Linked DNA regions of Rattus norvegicus: region 1 is linked to region 2. The links are chromatin contacts, called in public Hi-C maps. All regions are on one chromosome and are shown on one strand. The core of a region is the stretch at or near the end of the contact, and the rest is flanking DNA. Distances in the headings are between cores, read along the strand shown.

The links. A called contact is a pair of places that touch in the nucleus more often than the background predicts.
Region 1: a Hi-C map of the A7r5 cell line shows a contact between it and region 2, with 5 times the contacts expected there. The contact joins two enhancer-like sites. A contact is called at or near these places in 9 of 12 Hi-C or Micro-C datasets (the A7r5 cell line, the Rat2 cell line, Schwann cells and 4 more).

The regions. Positions count from the first base shown.
Region 1 is chr18:4,145,435-4,149,308 of GRCr8, forward strand. Ttc39c (tetratricopeptide repeat domain 39C) reads left to right here. Exons shown (of 14, transcript NM_001415714.1): 7 at 1,658-1,751. Among named protein-coding and RNA genes, the nearest start is that of Cabyr, 19 kb to the right of the region's middle. Within about 2 kb of position 1,672, at least 3 of the 93 cell types and tissues checked have an H3K27ac peak or open chromatin away from gene starts, as enhancers often do. A contact at or near this core is called in the A7r5 cell line, where this site is marked.
Region 2 is chr18:3,898,948-3,903,210 of GRCr8, forward strand. It overlaps Lama3 (laminin subunit alpha 3), which reads left to right. Exons shown (of 75, transcript NM_001393748.1): 19 at 1,520-1,676. Among named protein-coding and RNA genes, the nearest start is that of Lama3, 100 kb to the left of the region's middle. Within about 2 kb of position 2,129, at least 2 of the 93 cell types and tissues checked have an H3K27ac peak or open chromatin away from gene starts, as enhancers often do. A contact at or near this core is called in the A7r5 cell line, where this site is marked.

The sequences.
Region 1 (3,874 bases), core at 422-2,921, 250 kb after region 2:
ATGGGGACCACATTGATATCATGCTTGCAGCATCAGACCAGACCCACAGCAGTGTAGCCTTGCACCTCTCAAGGTGTCTGCCCATTCTGTATTCTGTGTTTAGACAGCAGTTGACCACTGGCCACTGGGACCACAGAAAGTGGAACAGTGGGTTTGGGGAGGGAAGTGACAGGTTATCTCTCCACTGGTGAAATGAGCCAACTCAAGCCAGATTAGATTATACCAAGGCAGGTTTACTGGGAAGCTGTTCCTGGGTGGGCAAGTTGAAGGTTGGGGACAGGGTATGCCAGGTAGGGACTGAGAGATGCTGGAAGAACTGGTGGCCAGGTCTGCCTCTCTGTAAAATATTCACCTCAGTCCCTTGTCCTGGGGTCCAGAACCAAACAGGGAGAGCTCTAGAACCAGAGATATGTGAAACTGACGTCTGGCGGCTGGTGGGTTCTGCACAGCAGTGGGCAGATGCATACACTGCAAGTGAAATCTGGAGCCTCAGAGAGATCTGAGTGTGACAGATGACACCAGTGACCAGAAGCAAGTGTACCCCACTGTTCAGTTTAGAATCTAATCATCCATCGTTCCAGTGGGATGGAGGGACCAGATAGGGCAAGGCGTAATGACAGTGGCTTCGATGGTTATTCCTTCTGGACTACAACTGAATATTCACCAGAAGACAGGATATGGCCTTTGGGCCTATGGAATGTGCCTGGTTACAATGAACTAGATTGGCAGCCAGTTATAATACAATGAAGTCTACATACATGAATGTAGAGAGACTAATGTGGGTAAAATGTGGTGAGCTGGGCCTCACTGGAAAAGTCACTGCCTAAGCCAGGCCTTGAGGTGCACACCTGCAGTCTCAGCTACTGGAAAGGGCAGCTGGAGTCAGGATCATGGGGTTGAAGCCAGTGTGGACCACAGTGGGACTGCCTTGTTAGGTTTTCTATTTCCGTGAGGACCATGCCAACTCTTATAAAAGAAAACATTTAATTGGGGCTGGCTTATAGGTCAGAGCCCATTGTCGTTGGGGCAGGAAGCATGGCAGCTCACAGGCAGCCGTGGTGCTGGAGGAGCTGAGCGTTTACATGGGGACCCACAGGCAGCAGAAAGAGAGAACCACTGGGCCTAGCTTGAGCTTCTGAAACCTCAAAGTCCACCCCCTGGTGTCACGCTTCCTCCAACGAGGCCACACCTCCAATAATGCCACGCCCCGAGAGTCTCTGGGGACCACTTTTATTCAAACCACCACAGGGACCCTGTATCACAAAATAAAAACCGGAAAGAAAAAGGGACTGATGGGCTGCTGGAGGGCTAAGGCACGTGCACCCCAGCCTGCAGTGAGTTCCATCCCTGGGGACATCGTGGAAGGTGTGAAGCCACTCCCACACACTGTCCTCTGACCTCAGCGGGTGGCTGGTGTGTCCTGTATGTGCACACACACAAAATAAGTAGAAACAGTTTTTTTTTAAGGAGTTAATGTGCTGAGGTTAACTTCATAAAGCAAAGTGGCACGTTTTGTTAGCAACCCTTAAAGCAGCTCTCCTGTACTGCTTGCTTGGTCTATTGAAAATCGGGGCTCAGGAAAAAGCTAGTCATGGTTGATGATGGTGATGCAAGGCTGGGTCATAACCAGTCATCCTGCTTTTCTTTTTCTCCTCAGTGTCAAATCAACAGTGCCTTGACTTCCTTCCACACTGCTCTGGAACTGGCTGTAGACCAGAGAGAGATCCAGCATGTGTGTCTGTATGAAATCGGTAACTATGAGAATCCATGTCTGTCTGTATGAAATCGGTAACTGTGAGACTTGTACTGGCCCTGGTGTTACATTTACAGTAAGCCGGGATCAGCACGAGAGCTGCAAGCTGCCCGCCCTCCATGCTGTTAGAGTCCACTCTCCTAGTGGTACTCTACGTTATTACTTACTACTTAGTGTGTTTCATCTGGGCTGCTCATAACTCCAACCGGCCAGCCCTCAGGGCCATGTCTATGACTCACCTACCCATGGCAGCTTCTCCTTCCTCCTCCTGCGCATTCTTCCCCTCATGATCCTCCGCCCACCCCAAGCCCATGAAACCTAAACCCCATCTATGTCTCTTCTACCCCGCTATTGGCTATTGGCATCTTTATTTCCCAATCAGAAATAACTTGGGGCAGGGTCACTTAGCTATGTGCTGCCAGTCTCCAGGGCCCAGTATTAGCATTAGAGCATTAGAATGCAGGCAGCATCAGGCCAACCCCTACAAGCTACAAGCGGGCATCTTCTCTCCTTGTGGGAAGGCAGACACCGCGCTGTATACTGAGGATCTGGTCACCCTGACTCTCACACCAAGGCTCATCTCTCCTGTGCTCACTTTTCCTTGCTACCGTCCTTGGTTTGGAGACAGCAGACAGTGTAGTGTGGGATACTCTGGTGCATATTAAAATTCAAGGCTCAAGGCTCTTGAAAAGTACTGCCTAGGAGGAAGCTGGAGCCTGCTTCTTTTAGCCGTCTGTTTCCGGACCTTAGGTGTGTTTTGAAACCGTCTGAGCCACTCATGTCCAATAAAGGGACTGTGTTTTAATTAGACTTTTTTTTCGGTCAACTTGACCGAAGCCACTACGGTGGTCTGGGAAGAAGGATCAATAGAGATCAGCTTGTAGGCAAGTCTGCGGGGGCATTTTTTTTGGCTAATGGTTGGTGTAGGAAGGCCCAGCCCATTGTGGGCAAGCCAGTAAGAGTATTCCTCCCTGGCCTCTGCTCTAGTTCCTGTCTACAGGGCCCTGCCCTGGCTATCCTCAGTGATGGGCTGTGATCGGGACCTATAAGTCAAGTGAACACTTTCCTCCCCAACTTGAGAGACCTTTTGTGTAAACCACACCTAAAAATACACAGCACCGGTGCACAGACCCTGAGGAACAGGCTCCATCGCCAGCCTCCTTCACACAGTTGGACATGTAGCTTTGAGGTTTCTAAAGCTCACCCATGTGTGAAAACAGGAGGGACTTGGTACTTAGGAATGGGGCCCAGACAGAACTTAGCACATCTGTTCTTCCACAAGGACCCAGTTACACCATCCCAAAGTCACACGCTTAGGGATAAGCATAAAAGGAAACACAGTCCTTACATGATTCTAACCAAGTTGTTTTGAGCCATTGTGTCCCAGAAGAGAAGGCAAACTAAGGCACAGGGCCTCCTTTGCAGAGCCAGCAGTCACATCCAGGTGGAACCAGGTCGTTGGCAAGTGAAAGGCCTTCTCTGGTCAGTCAGATGCTCTGTCTTATGGGGACATGGACACCGGGAGAGTGTGTCTGCCTGGGATCCTCTCCTTCGCCTAGGTTGTTACTGAGAGCAGCTCTGCTGGCTGCCTACACTCAGCTCTGACCTGGGCACTTTAGAGATTTCAGAATCCTTTATGGAACCATCTCTCCATTTGCTGAGAAGAGTAAATACAACTTTGGGCTTGGAATACTTTCTAAACAAAACACTGTATTTTGGCCTGATGTGTCACAGATGAGAGATGAGGGCAAAGGACTAAAAATGATGGATTGGTGGGAACCAAGTGAGCTGTGAGCACAGCTGCAGAGGACAGGGAAGAAAAGCAGCAGCAGATGACACCTGCCAGTCAGGCCCTAGCTCCCCTGTCACTCGCCTCCTGTGCACACATCTAAAGGAAAGCACGAGAGAAAAGATTGGGAATTATCCAACAAGTAATACTATGGTGATGCCTGTTATGGTTCAGTGAGGAGACGGTGTATAATCCAACAGAGAAATGCCTTAGAGCTAGTGTACTGAGCTCAGTACCTTAGAGCTGGTATATTGAGCTCAGTACCTTAGGGCAGGTGTACTGAGCTCAGTACCTTAGAGCTGGTGTACTGAGCTCAGTACCTTAGGGCAGGT
Region 2 (4,263 bases), core at 879-3,378:
AAATCTGCACTGCCCCTCTCCAAGATAACCTTGTAAAATATTATTGGTTTGACTTTATTTACAATTAAAACTTAGCCTTTTTATGTAAATTTTAAAATCAATTTATTTAACAGTACATATCATTAGCATTTTCATAGCATTAAGACATCCTCAAAATAATGCCTGCAAAGTATTTTATAACTTATTTGCTGTATAGTTTTGGCTCAATCATGTTGCTTCCACATAGTGTTTTAAACATGTTTACAGTAATTCTTTAGAATGGATCCTGGATGAATTCTGAGGCGCTGGAGAAAAACACGCCTACGGATCTTTGCAAATGCTGGGTGCAAGCAGCTCTCACTCTGCTCACAGTGCAGGGGCGTGGCTGCCCCACAGTGCAGGGGCGTGGCTGCCCTCACTGCGCTCACAGTATGCAGGGGCGTGGCTGCCCTCACTCTGCTCACAGTGCGGGGGCGTGGCTGCCCTCGCTGCTCTCACAATGCAGGGGCGTGGCTGCCCTCAGTGCAGGGGCATGGCTGCCCTCGCTGTGCTCACGGTGTGGGGGCGTGGCAGCCTTCTCTGTGCTCACAGTGCAGGGGCGTGGCTGTCCTCATTGTGCTCATGGTGTGGGGGCGTGGCTGTCCTCAGTGCAGGGGCGGGGCTGCCCTCACAGTGCAGGGGCGTGGCAGCCTTCTCTGTGCTCACAGGGCAGGGGCGTGGCATCTATTTCTGTTGACAGGTGGATCTTTATGTCTCTAAATCCATTAAGTGTTATTCCTTTTTACAGATTTGCATATTTATTGGCTTGAAGAACTCTTGAGTAGTTTGAGTGTGGAAGCCACTTAGCATTGGGTGTTTTAAAGCTTTCTTTATGACTGCTACAATTGGACTTGCCAAAGGAACTCATCCATTAACCTATAAATGATTCAGACAGTAAAGGCACTTGTTGCCAAGCCTGAACACCCGAGTGGGTCCTCAGGACCAGGATCCACTCAGTGGGAGGAGAGAACCAACCCTAGCACGTTGTCCTCTGCCCGCCACAAGTGCACATCCATGTACACGTGTGCACACATGCATGCACACAAATAAACACATAAGAATATGATAAAGTTATATATATATATATATGTTTACTATATACAGTATTATATCGTGATGCTTATAACAGTGCTTGCCCATAATTATTGATGTTTGTAAAGTATGTGAGTGTGGGAAGATGGAGGGAGAGAGCAGCTATTAAATTTTATTAATTGTTGGCATCCATTAGAACACAGTAGGGGTATGTCGGGGACCTCATGACTTGTGCTAAGTGACTTCCTCAATTTAGTGCTTGGGATGGGTGGGTGTCGGGTGTGCTCTGTGCCAGCATTTCCCTGAATAAAAGCAATCATTTAGAGCAGGGGCGGGGACAGCCTTCCTCTGTTCTGAGTTAATGGGCTTAGTGAGTTGGCCGTGTTCTTTGGGCAGCATCTATTAGGGAAGATATTCAGCTTAACCACAGACCTAACTCCTCATGTCCCTTTACTTGTGATTAACAAAGGCCTGAAAGTAACTGCTACTTCCCGGACTTGCACCACATGAAGTATGAGGTTGAAGGTGGCACTGGACCTAACGGAAGAGACCTACGGTTTGGATTTGATCCCCTGGAATTCCCTGAGTTTAGCTGGAGAGGATATGTCCCAATGACCTCTGTGCAGGTATACAGTCAGAGGGCTACAGCTCACTGCTGGACACCCATATATATGCAGAGCACTCTAGGGTCTAAAAGTCCTGCTGCTGCCAGGGCCTATTCTAGGATTCATTTTCTGTAGAGCGCTGGCTAGGGTTGCCTTGGAAGCCAGGCTCGGGATTTAAGATAGGGCAATATTTTAACTAAATATGTGCTTGGATTTCATAGTTACTTTAATTTGACCACTAAATCAGAAAATGAAGGAACCGAAGAAAGATAGTATTTGTCTCTGGAGGCTTTTCATGGATAGAAACACATTTCTTAAATGATATTAAGCTTTACTAAAACATAGAGAACATCTTTTACTATAATGACATCTGTGGAAAACAAAAACCAAGCTGGCTTGGAGGCTTCTAAAATAGCTAGCCTCCTCCTCCCCCTCCAGCAGAGGTCCACAGTGTCCTGCTGCCTCAGCCTCCTAAGTGCATAACATCAGGCGTGAATCACCTTCCCGTGAATCACCTTCCCGCTTGGCGTTACTGGTTTGGGGCACTGCTTTTTAAAATCCTGAATTCCTCTGCGTGGGGACTGAAGTAAAGGGTGAGCTTTGGTGCTGTTTGGCTTTTCCGTCTCCTTCCCTCCGCTACCCTCTGCTACTCCCATCTGTCTATCTTGCCTTAATGTAGAGTAAGAGATGTGTACATTATTCTTTACTTATAGGACTTATATAGAATTTATAGCCCTATGTGTAGAGTCACTAGGTAAGTTTTATCCTCAGAACTTCTCTTTGAGGCTGGTCTCTTAAACTGCTCTGAGGTAGATGTGAGAGAGGTGAACCGATGACTGGGACTAATGGAGTCAGAGAGAATCTGGGCCAGGCCACAGCTCTCTCGGAGTCCCCATCTACCTAATGATGTTTTTGCCTGGCCAAATTCTCCCCAACGAAGTTATCTTTACCAAACAAGACTGCAAGGCCTTTCTTCCCGCACACACCAATTCAGTTTCTTCCTTTCCTTTCTGAGACAGGGTCATATTATGGAACCCTGGCTAACCCGGGGCTCACTATGCAGATCAGACTGATCTTTAATTCATAGAGCTCCGCCTGCCTCTGCTCCCTGGATTCTTTCATTAAAGGCCTGCACCATATGTGCACGTGAGGTATGACACAGGGGAGTGCAGGCATCTGCAGAAGGGAGTACGAGATCTTCCGGATCTGGAGTTGCAGGAGGCTGTGAGCCACAGAACTTGGTGCTGAGAAACACATTTACATTCTATGCGGGCTCTTCCTTTTTCATAGTGGAGATCGATTAGTCATAAGATCATCGTGGATTCCATCAAGTCCTGATGAGAAGTGGCTGACACCGAACCCAGTGTAGGTGTTCTCACAGACGTTTGACGCAAAGGAATCCGTTTCAAATGATCTTCATTGTGAGGAAGCCTTTGGGTCAGAGGACCTGTGGTGTCCCTTGCTTGACCACCTGCTTTATTCTCTTAATTCATCCTTGCACATTTAATTCCCAATTGGTATTAAAATTGAAAAAAATGAATTCAATCAAATTCTTGGATCTGGCAGGAATTCCTGTGGGGTGTTATTTACGGCCTCTGCGTCAGAACTAGTGGTTCCCTGGGAGTCAGCCTTGGTTGGCTCTGCAAGTCTTGTAACCCATGTCCTTTCCATTGAGGCCAAGCTAGCTGGGAGAGGATTGAGCAAATCCAGACAGGAATTCCCACACTGTGAACCTCCCCACCTTGGACCATAGCTGGATCTGGACATGTGGCTTGTGGTTCTCAATAAAAATAACTTATGCTGGAGAGATGGCGTGGAGGTTAAGAGCTTTCACTGCTCTTGCAGAGGACCTGAGTTCAGTTCCCAGCATCCACATGGAGGCTCACAAGAATCCCTAACTCCAGGTCCAAGGGATGTCACGCCCTCTTTTGACCTCCATGCACATACACATATGCAGGAGGAATGTTTATTAGCATACAATAAGTAAATCTGAATAAATAAATGATAATTTACTTGCATTATCAGTTCTTATAGAGTATTGTGAGACCCCAGAGCTTGGAGACACACGAGACCTCTCTTCTAGTTCAAAAGCTAACATTGTTTCTGGATAAAAGCTTGAGATAAAACTTCCTAAGGCAAAACAGGCATATTTAGTTGCATCCAGGTTTTTATCACAGATGCTTTGCTCCCCCACTATTACTGCCTGTGTCTGTGGCCAGGAGATGCCCGGTGGCCTCTCTAATGTGGTGGCGTGAAATGTCATGCTTCCCTTTCCTTCTCTATCTTCTGCCTTTGGCTTTCTCAGTCAGCCATGTTTGTCCTTGTCGCTGTGATCCACCTTATATTCCAATCTGTCTTCCTGGTTACAAAAAATATTGAAAGAGAACCCCGGGTGCTTCGAGGGTGCATTTCACTGTCACTAGAATTGTAAACGGCTTTGCTTTCTTGGTAGCCCTATTTCTGCCCAACTTCTGGGAACTGATTATGTATGAGTGTGAATTTGTGTGTGTGTGTGTGTGTGTGTGTGTGTGTGTGTGTGTGTGTGCATGTGCATGTGCATACATGCTTTCATGTGTGTATCTCCGTGTGTCTTACAGAGCTAACAGGG